Regions from separate parts of the Cyprinus carpio genome. Here region 2 is linked to region 1. The links are chromatin contacts, called in public Hi-C maps. All regions are on one chromosome and are shown on one strand. Each heading gives the region's core, a stretch centred on a gene start, on an enhancer-like site or on the middle of the called end of the contact. The rest is flanking DNA. Distances are from core to core; before and after follow the strand shown. Region 1 holds the start of LOC109091795 (nipped-B-like protein A). Region 2 holds the start of LOC109049775 (polyadenylate-binding protein-interacting protein 1-like).

The links. A called contact is a pair of places that touch in the nucleus more often than the background predicts.
Region 2: a Hi-C map of skeletal muscle shows a contact between it and region 1, with 15 times the contacts expected there. The contact joins the promoter of LOC109049775 here to the promoter of LOC109091795 in region 1. A contact is called at or near these places in 2 of 8 Hi-C or Micro-C datasets (red blood cells and skeletal muscle).

The regions. Positions count from the first base shown.
Region 1 is chrA5:7,263,391-7,267,292 of ASM1834038v1, reverse strand. LOC109091795 (nipped-B-like protein A) reads left to right here and starts at 1,298. Exons shown (of 45, transcript XM_042752322.1): 1 at 1,298-1,656; 2 at 3,567-3,716. The coding sequence starts at 3,653.
Region 2 is chrA5:7,467,634-7,471,894 of ASM1834038v1, reverse strand. LOC109049775 (polyadenylate-binding protein-interacting protein 1-like) reads left to right here and starts at 1,253. Exons shown (of 11, transcript XM_019067429.2): 1 at 1,253-1,624; 2 at 3,333-3,454; 3 at 3,529-3,726. The coding sequence starts at 1,483.

The DNA of each region.
Region 1 (3,902 bases), core at 49-2,548:
TATCGCTCATATATTTCATATAGCTACACAAAATTATTTCTCTTTTGAAGACAAATAAATCCAAAGAAAGTCGTTAAATAAACTACAGGTGTGCCCGCTGGCCTTAATCGTTATACTCAGTCGCCATCCAGTGGTGAGAAGTGAAACTACAGAAAGGCTCAAAGGACAGACTCTAGGTCAAGTTATTACCCAGAAGTTCCTACAAGAACATTGAGACGTGAGACTGCTAAAGCCCCCCCCCCCCCCCCATATATATATATATATATACACACACACATATAGTACTGTGCAAAAGTCTTAGGCCTTGCTTAAGCTTGCCTCTCTCAAGCATCTTGGAGACATTGCACCAGTTCTTCTGGATTTAGTCTGCCTCGGTTTTTCTGTTTCTTCATGTAATCGAAGACTGGATGATGGTGAGATCAGATCACTGGCTGTTGTCAGACTCCTTGTGCAGACAAAAATCTCACTGGATTATTACAATTAATGGCAAAAGGAATGTTTGGCAATGTAACCTGTTATTTCCTACTGACACACAACAGCAAAAGATATAAATAACTGGCTTAAAACCATTTTCATTTTTTTCTTTTTCTAAGACTTTTGCACAGTACTGTGTCATATATATATATATATATATATATATATATATATATATATATATATATATATATATATCAACACATTTTTATTCTACATTTTTTAATATCCACATCAATACATATCATGTAATAGTGCTATTCACAATGTTCTTTAGAATTAATATTCATCATAATTTGTGTGCATATACAGATGCATAACATATACATGCATAAATGCATGAAGTACGGGTTGTTCTTATTTTTATCTGGTTTGCTTTCTGTGTATGTTTTTATAATTTTCTCTTCTGTAAAGCACTTTGGTCAGACTAGTGGCTGTTGTAAATTTGCTATACAAATAAAATTAACTTGAAGTACGTTGCATATTAATGTAATGTATATGAAAGGATAGAATTATACATTAATATATATTATAAATGCATGGATACGTATGTATGATTTATGTGTATTGACTATAAATAATACTGTGAATAAAACTTACATGATATGTAATGATGTGGATGTCAACTAATAATAATAAAAAAATCTAGAATAAAAATGTCTTGAATAAAAAAAGAAGAATTTAATCGTACAAGAATTAAATTGTACGTGTTGTTTGTACCTGATGTAAAAAATAAAAATAAAAAATACTGGAAATCGTCACATTTGTGTGTGCGGGGAAATAATCACGTTATTAGTATTTGTATTTCCGGTCAAACTACAATTCCCTCTGACTAGCGACAAAGCATCAGTTGTGGCCTTTTTGTTGGCAAACAAAGACCTGAGCGAATGTGTTTCGCGAACAATGACGCGATGAGTTAAGTTAATAAGGAGCTGAATTAAACTCGGCTCGATTATGAAATGTATTTAAAGTGTGATGATAGAAAGCCTGACCTCCCCCACCCCAGATAAAGATAGAGTTGGCTTGTAGTTAGCTGGCTCGGCTAAACAAACCCCGCTAGCCCGCGCCGATCTTTTTATAGCAGAGAGGGGGAGCCAGAGACTTACAGCAGACCGACAACCAACCTCTCATCCCAACAACAGTCCCCTTATTTTTTCTTCTTTGAAGTTACCCCAAGCTAAGGTAAATATGAAACCCTGTCATAATTTCTCCTAAGGCCGTCTTCGCGTTCCCTTACCACATTTCGACACATTTCCATTTCGTTTTTCCTCGACGGAACGGCTCTGAGGAGACCAGCGTCGTAACGGCTCGGCTAGTCGTTCTCCTCCGGCGCGCCCCCGTGGCGGGAAGCGCGTGACCCGGCGTCGCGCTCGTGCGTAGAGTCCGAGGCTTCTGGGGAGCTCGCGGAGGCCTCGCGACACAAACACGGGCGAATGTTTTTGTGTGGGAACTCAAACGGATTATACACAGATATGTTATACACATACCGAGAACGTTTCGTCGCCTGATGCACAGTTTGAGGAGGGAATTGTGGAAAGCGAAAAGTGTTTTTATTGTTCGCGAACGGAGATGAAGATGTGCGTAGCCGAACTAGCTTTCGCGAGCGTTTAGCATAGCGGCGGCTGTCGTTTAGTAAGACTAAATGACTGAACTATTCACAGAAAATTGTATGTAAGATAACTAAATGTGTTAGTTAAATAAGTAGGAACGCAAGCGGCTCGGGTTTCTGTAAGAATTCACACATCAGATCAGAGCAATGCTAATTAGCGAGTCACTGCAAGGAATCTATTAAGTCCCGAGCTAACGCTTTGCTAATAGTCGAAATAATCTCTAAGCATCTCTCAATTACCCACGAACGACTTGAATGCTTGTTATGGTAAATATTTACAATCTCTGGTGTTCATAACTTTGCTGTGTTAGCCATGTTTTGAATCATTACGGCTGAATAAACGTTAGTGAAACGCTTAGAGGATGAATGGTTCCTCTCTCTGGTGATCGACTTGTCAACACTGTGTTTTTGGTCATTTTGTGTTACCCTGTTTGCACAGATGTGTTGCTTCACTCGATTGTATGACCTGCCACATCCTTTAATAGAATTTTGCATTAACGATTTAGAGAATAATACTATAAATTGGGCAGATAAACGCATTCAGAACTTAAAACAATTGAAAGTCGCTTTCGGAAAGAAATATAAACGTGTTTTTGCTGTAGATGTTGAAATCGTTCCTGATTGCTGAATTTAAAATTATAACGACTAAAGGTTTGATTATGAAATGATGCATTATGTGAATGTCGCTGCTGAGTTGTTGTCATAAAACCTACACGCAAGTGATCGGAATGGATTCATGAATATAAAATAAGTGAAGTATTGGTATTTAAAGGGCCAGTGCAACAGAAATACTCCGGCTGGCATCGGTAATCTGCTCATCACTGGACTGTTTACCTTCCAAATGCAGTTTCACATGCAAATGGGACATGAATATTAATACGTAGTTAATTAGTAGGGATGATGAGGTGTTTTATGGATTTTCTTTTGATGTCATAGAAGCGTTTTTCATCATTTGAAATGCATTTAAACACAAATACACACTGCTTACGTGTTGTCTTCTGAGAATTGATGTAGTATGTTGTTTTGGAATGTGTGTAAAATGTGTTCTTGTTTATGTGAGGTCTGCTTCTTTGCATCTGCTCTTTTGTGCTTGTTATGTGCTTACCATCTCCCAGCTGTCATTGGCCCCCTGAGAGAGACAGGGTTGGGCTTGCATATCTTATGAAGGGTGTGTGTCCATGGTCCATCCTCTGTCCGTTCAGAGTGGGTGTGTCCGTCAGGCTGTCTGTACTGTTGTAGATGTTATCAGTCTCACATAATGCTCCTCTACGTGGCAGTTAGTGTACACAGAAATCAACACACATGTTACAGACAGTACGTCTGAGTGGATTCTGCCAAGAAGCGTAGTGTCTGTTTTGGAGCAATGCATGATTTATGTTGATCTATTCACAAAGTTGTTGTTAAGACTCCATAACAAACAAATGAAGCATGTTAAACAACATCCTATGTCACAACCTCATTCAAACACTTTATTTCCCCCCAGGATTGAGTGAGATGTGAGGGATGGTCAGTGTATAAATATCTCTTTGGAACTCTGTGTGCGTAAGACTTCTGTGCCCAGCCGTCAGTATGAATGGGGACATGCCACATGTGCCCATCACATCCCTTGCTGGGATCGCTGGTCTCACTGACTGTAAGTACACTCATCACACTACTCGTCATTCACATTTTCAGCGGCATTAGTTCTGGAAGTATGTTTTCTAATCATCTTTCCCACTAGGATTTTAAAAAGGTTTTTGTTAAAATGTTATAAGCTGTGAACTAACCCAACATAATCACAACATTATAAACCTTGATTTGGAGCAGAAAATATTTGAAA
Region 2 (4,261 bases), core at 4-2,503, 200 kb before region 1:
ATAAAAATAACACTTTAGTGAATAAAGAACGAGTGCTGAGAAGAGAAAGGCTATGTCAACAGTTTGCCCACTGAAACGAATCGATGTAAAATAAGACCAGCAGAACCAAAAACACTGAAGCGTGAACCCAAATTAAAGAAGATTTGAGTCTCCAAGCTGCTTTAAATGTGTGAATGTGCAGATAGAAACTATCTTTTGTTTCCCATGACGCATGAAGCATTAAACTTCTTTAACATGAAAAGTAGTTTTAAATATCAGGTATTTGCATTTGACTCCCTCTTAAAATGGCCTTGTTCTTCATAACCTTAACAGTATCATCAATACAGTTGAATAAAAAAAATACAAATTTTAATAACAAATCATTCTGACGACCGATGTTACGTTTAGCTGTATCCAAAATTGTATGTGCATCTTTGTTACCACGCGATTTTGCATTAAAAATGAATTTATCAACATTCATTAAAATTGTGACGCCCAAGAAATCACATTATCTTGAGCCCTTTCCACAGCATTATGGAAATAATTTTGTTCCATTTTATCAGTTTTAACATGCATTATCGTGTCAAACATCATGCTCACTTTTTAATTTAAGAAAAATGCATATTTATCATTAAATAAATACATTTTTGTTAGCTAAAAACATTTCAAATATTTTTTAGATAATTGTAATCTGAAATTAAAAATCTATAAATTAAAAAAAAAAAAAGATTTAAACACTGATTTAAAAATAACATAATAACAAGCTAATAAAATGTAAATTAAACTAAAAATGAAAACCAAAAAATTACATTTAGAAATTAATATTAATAAGTATTATTATATTAATAACAGTAAAAAAAAAAAAACTGTTTCAGGTTTTGTTTTGTGTTTTATATTTATTGATGTTTATTTTTATTTAAATTAATAAAAATAATAATAATAAAAAATAAATCACACAAATGAAACTCAAAGTTTTAAATTCTATTTATGTCCAAACAAGTTCCCAACATGCTGTAAAAATAATACGCCTCGTAAAATGATGATTAAGCAACATTTTACTGACCCTTTTTTTTTTCTATTTTGTGCACTATTTAACATAACTGTTATATCTGTGTAATTTTCGGAGGAAACTAAAGTTTCCATGCCAAATTTCTGTCAGGGTAAAGCATAACATATCCCACTTTTTTTTGAGATGTTTTTGTTTAACACATAACTATTATATAAATATGTGTTATTTTCGGTGGAAACTATAGTTTCAATGCCAAATTTCTCGCTATTTCTGGAGAATTAACGTACCGAGGAAGTGATTAGCGCTTTACAGAGGGGACAGACGCCAGAAACAAAAATAGTCACCATGAAAGTGAGAAGCAGACTGTAGGGTGAAGCTGTCTGTGTAACGGTAGTGTTCAGCGGCCCACTGAGATCGGATCCGTGTGTTTATTCGCGTCTGACGGCGGACAGTTGTGATCGGACGGGCGAGGACAGAACAGCGAGAAGAAGATAATGTTTAACAACAACAGCAGCAGCAGCACACTGTCATCCTCCTCCTCATCTGAGGCCGGAGACGTGAAAAGTGCGCTGTTTAGCCCGGGTGAACCGCTCAGACAGCCGCGCACGTCTCCTCCGATGTCGGACGGCGGCGCAGGTGAAGTAACGCTCGGTGCTAGCTCACATGCTAGTCCGCTAATAACTGTTTCTGCACAGTAGATAATGTTGTCCGAGGCTTTTGAGGGGGATATACACACACAAGTCGTAGTCTTTTTTTTATCTAGTCCTCCATTTGAAGCGCCCTCGGTTATAAAAAGCAGAACATTTGGGTTAATTACCTGGCTTCAGTCGATGACAGTTATTGCTAGTCAGTGTTTACATGTAACGTTATCACGATATGTGTCTATGTTTATATGTGTGTAAGTATATTTGTTCGTATGCATATAATATAGAGATAGATGCTAATGCTTGGGTAAAGTAAAGCTGATTTTTTACAATGCCAGTAGAACATACAGTTACTGTGCAAAAGTCTTAGGCCGTTAGTATTTTCACCAACAAAAAAATGGCTTTAAGCCAGTTATTTCTATATTTTGCAGTAGTGTGTCAGTAGGAAGTATCAGTTACTTTCCTTTTGCTATTAACTGTAATAATCCAGTGAGATTTTTGTCTGCACAAGGAGTCTGACAGCAGCCAGTGATCTGATCTCACCATCATCCAGTCTTCGATTACATGAAGAAACAGAAAAAACCGAGGCAGACTAAATCCAGAAGAATTGTGGCAATGTCTCCAAAGACACTTCAAGAAACCTTCCTGCAAAGCTACAATACTGTTAGAAGTTTTAGGCACTTGTGTAAACAAGCTGTAACGTGAGCATGCTTTAAAAAACAATGTCATAAATAGATTTTATTTATCGGTTAACTTCATTTAAAGAAATCAAATCAGCATCTGGTGCAACCAAGTGAAATGCTCGTACTGTCAAGCCCTTAAAAAAAGAATGTTTTGAAATGTAAACTGATATTTCCTACTGACAAACTACAGCAAAAGATAGAAATAACTGGCTTAAAACCATTTTTCGTTGATGAAAATACTAATGGCATAACACTTTTGCACAGTACTGTATATATGGGTGGTCCATGTGTAAACACATGAAGTTACTAATGCTTTGACAGTGTAAAACTTATTTTTTTATTATTTCAGTAAAGTTGAATATAGATATATAGGCAGCTAGAGACAGACAGACAGCATAACAGATAGATAGATAGAATGATGGATGGATGAATGATAGATAGATGAATAAATGGAAGGATAGATGTGTGAACTGATGGATGGAGAGAGTAAAAATGACATAAACCTTTTTTTAGATGTATTTTGTCGATAGATGCATGAATGAATAGATGGATGGATGAGTAGATAGATGATAGATACATGAATGCAGAAATGAATGGATGGATGATAACGAATAGATGGAATAGATTTTAACCATGGTTTCCACCACATCTGGATTTTTTTGATGTATTTTGTCATTAGTTGACTAACTTGACTTGTAATAATTACTTCTGATTGATTGTGATCTTTCGTGTTAAAAGACACATCTGTTGTTGTGTGGTGAAGATTATTGCAGCATTACTTTTATTGTTTCATTACTGATTTAAAGCTGGTTAAATGTCACCAGCAGTTAGTGGGTGAGATTGTTAACCTGGCCATATCTGTCATGTGACTTGAGTGGAGAAGTCAAGTAATCTTGCCATTATTACTGTTTCTAACGTTAGTCATCAAAACGAATGAAATAACACAAAACGGTAATAAGTGTTTAGTGACTACAAATGTTCAGAGCTGATGCCAGTCTTCATCGCTCCATCTTGCAGAGAGCAGATCCCCCATTCCTTCAGGACACAGTAGCAGCAGTGCTGCAGATGCACTTGTGAGAAACTCCAAACTGTCTGCCGCCGCACCTGAGTTTGTCCCGGGCAATTATGCATCGTTCCAGGTGAGTCTATGTGGCTCCTTTTTTAACACTGTGTTTTTTTACCGTGGTATTAGTCTGATGTTCTCTCTTTTTAGGAGGACGTGTATTCGGATGGATCTGAAGATTACTACCCTGAGACCTCACTGGCTGATTTCGTTCAGGATTTCGTAAGCCACCTGAACTCGTCTCCGGGGTCCTTCGAGTCAGAAATCGATTACATCACGGATATGCTGAACAGCTTGGTCACTACAGAAGACATTCTGCAGGAGCTGGTGGAGCTCATCTACGTTCAGGTGCATTTGTAATGAGTTTCTGATAATGGATCTGTGTGGTAACCTGTCAAGTTGCAACGAGAACATCCTGTTTAAAGGAATAGTTCACCAGTCATTATTTACTCACCCTCAAGTTGTTCCAAAACCCGTATGATGTTTTTTCTTTTTCCTTTTTTTTTTTTTTTTTACATGGAAAACCACAGAACTTTAAAATTACATGAGAGTGAGTTCATGATGTTTTTGAGTGAACTATCCCTTTAAATCACACTGTCAAAACTATTTTTTTAATATATTTAAACTATTGCAGAAGATAAATATTATATATTATAATGTACAGTTTTGTTCTGCAATAGTTTAAGAATATATTAAAAAAAAGATTCACACTTGATTCTTTTCACTTATTAATACAATTATAATTAATACACAGCTCTCTGGAATACAGTCTAATAACTTATATAAATGAATAATTTACTACATATGTCAATATTTTATATCCATGTGATCCTGTACAGTCCATATATTTGTGATTATTTCTTTTTTTGATAGTATTATGTAT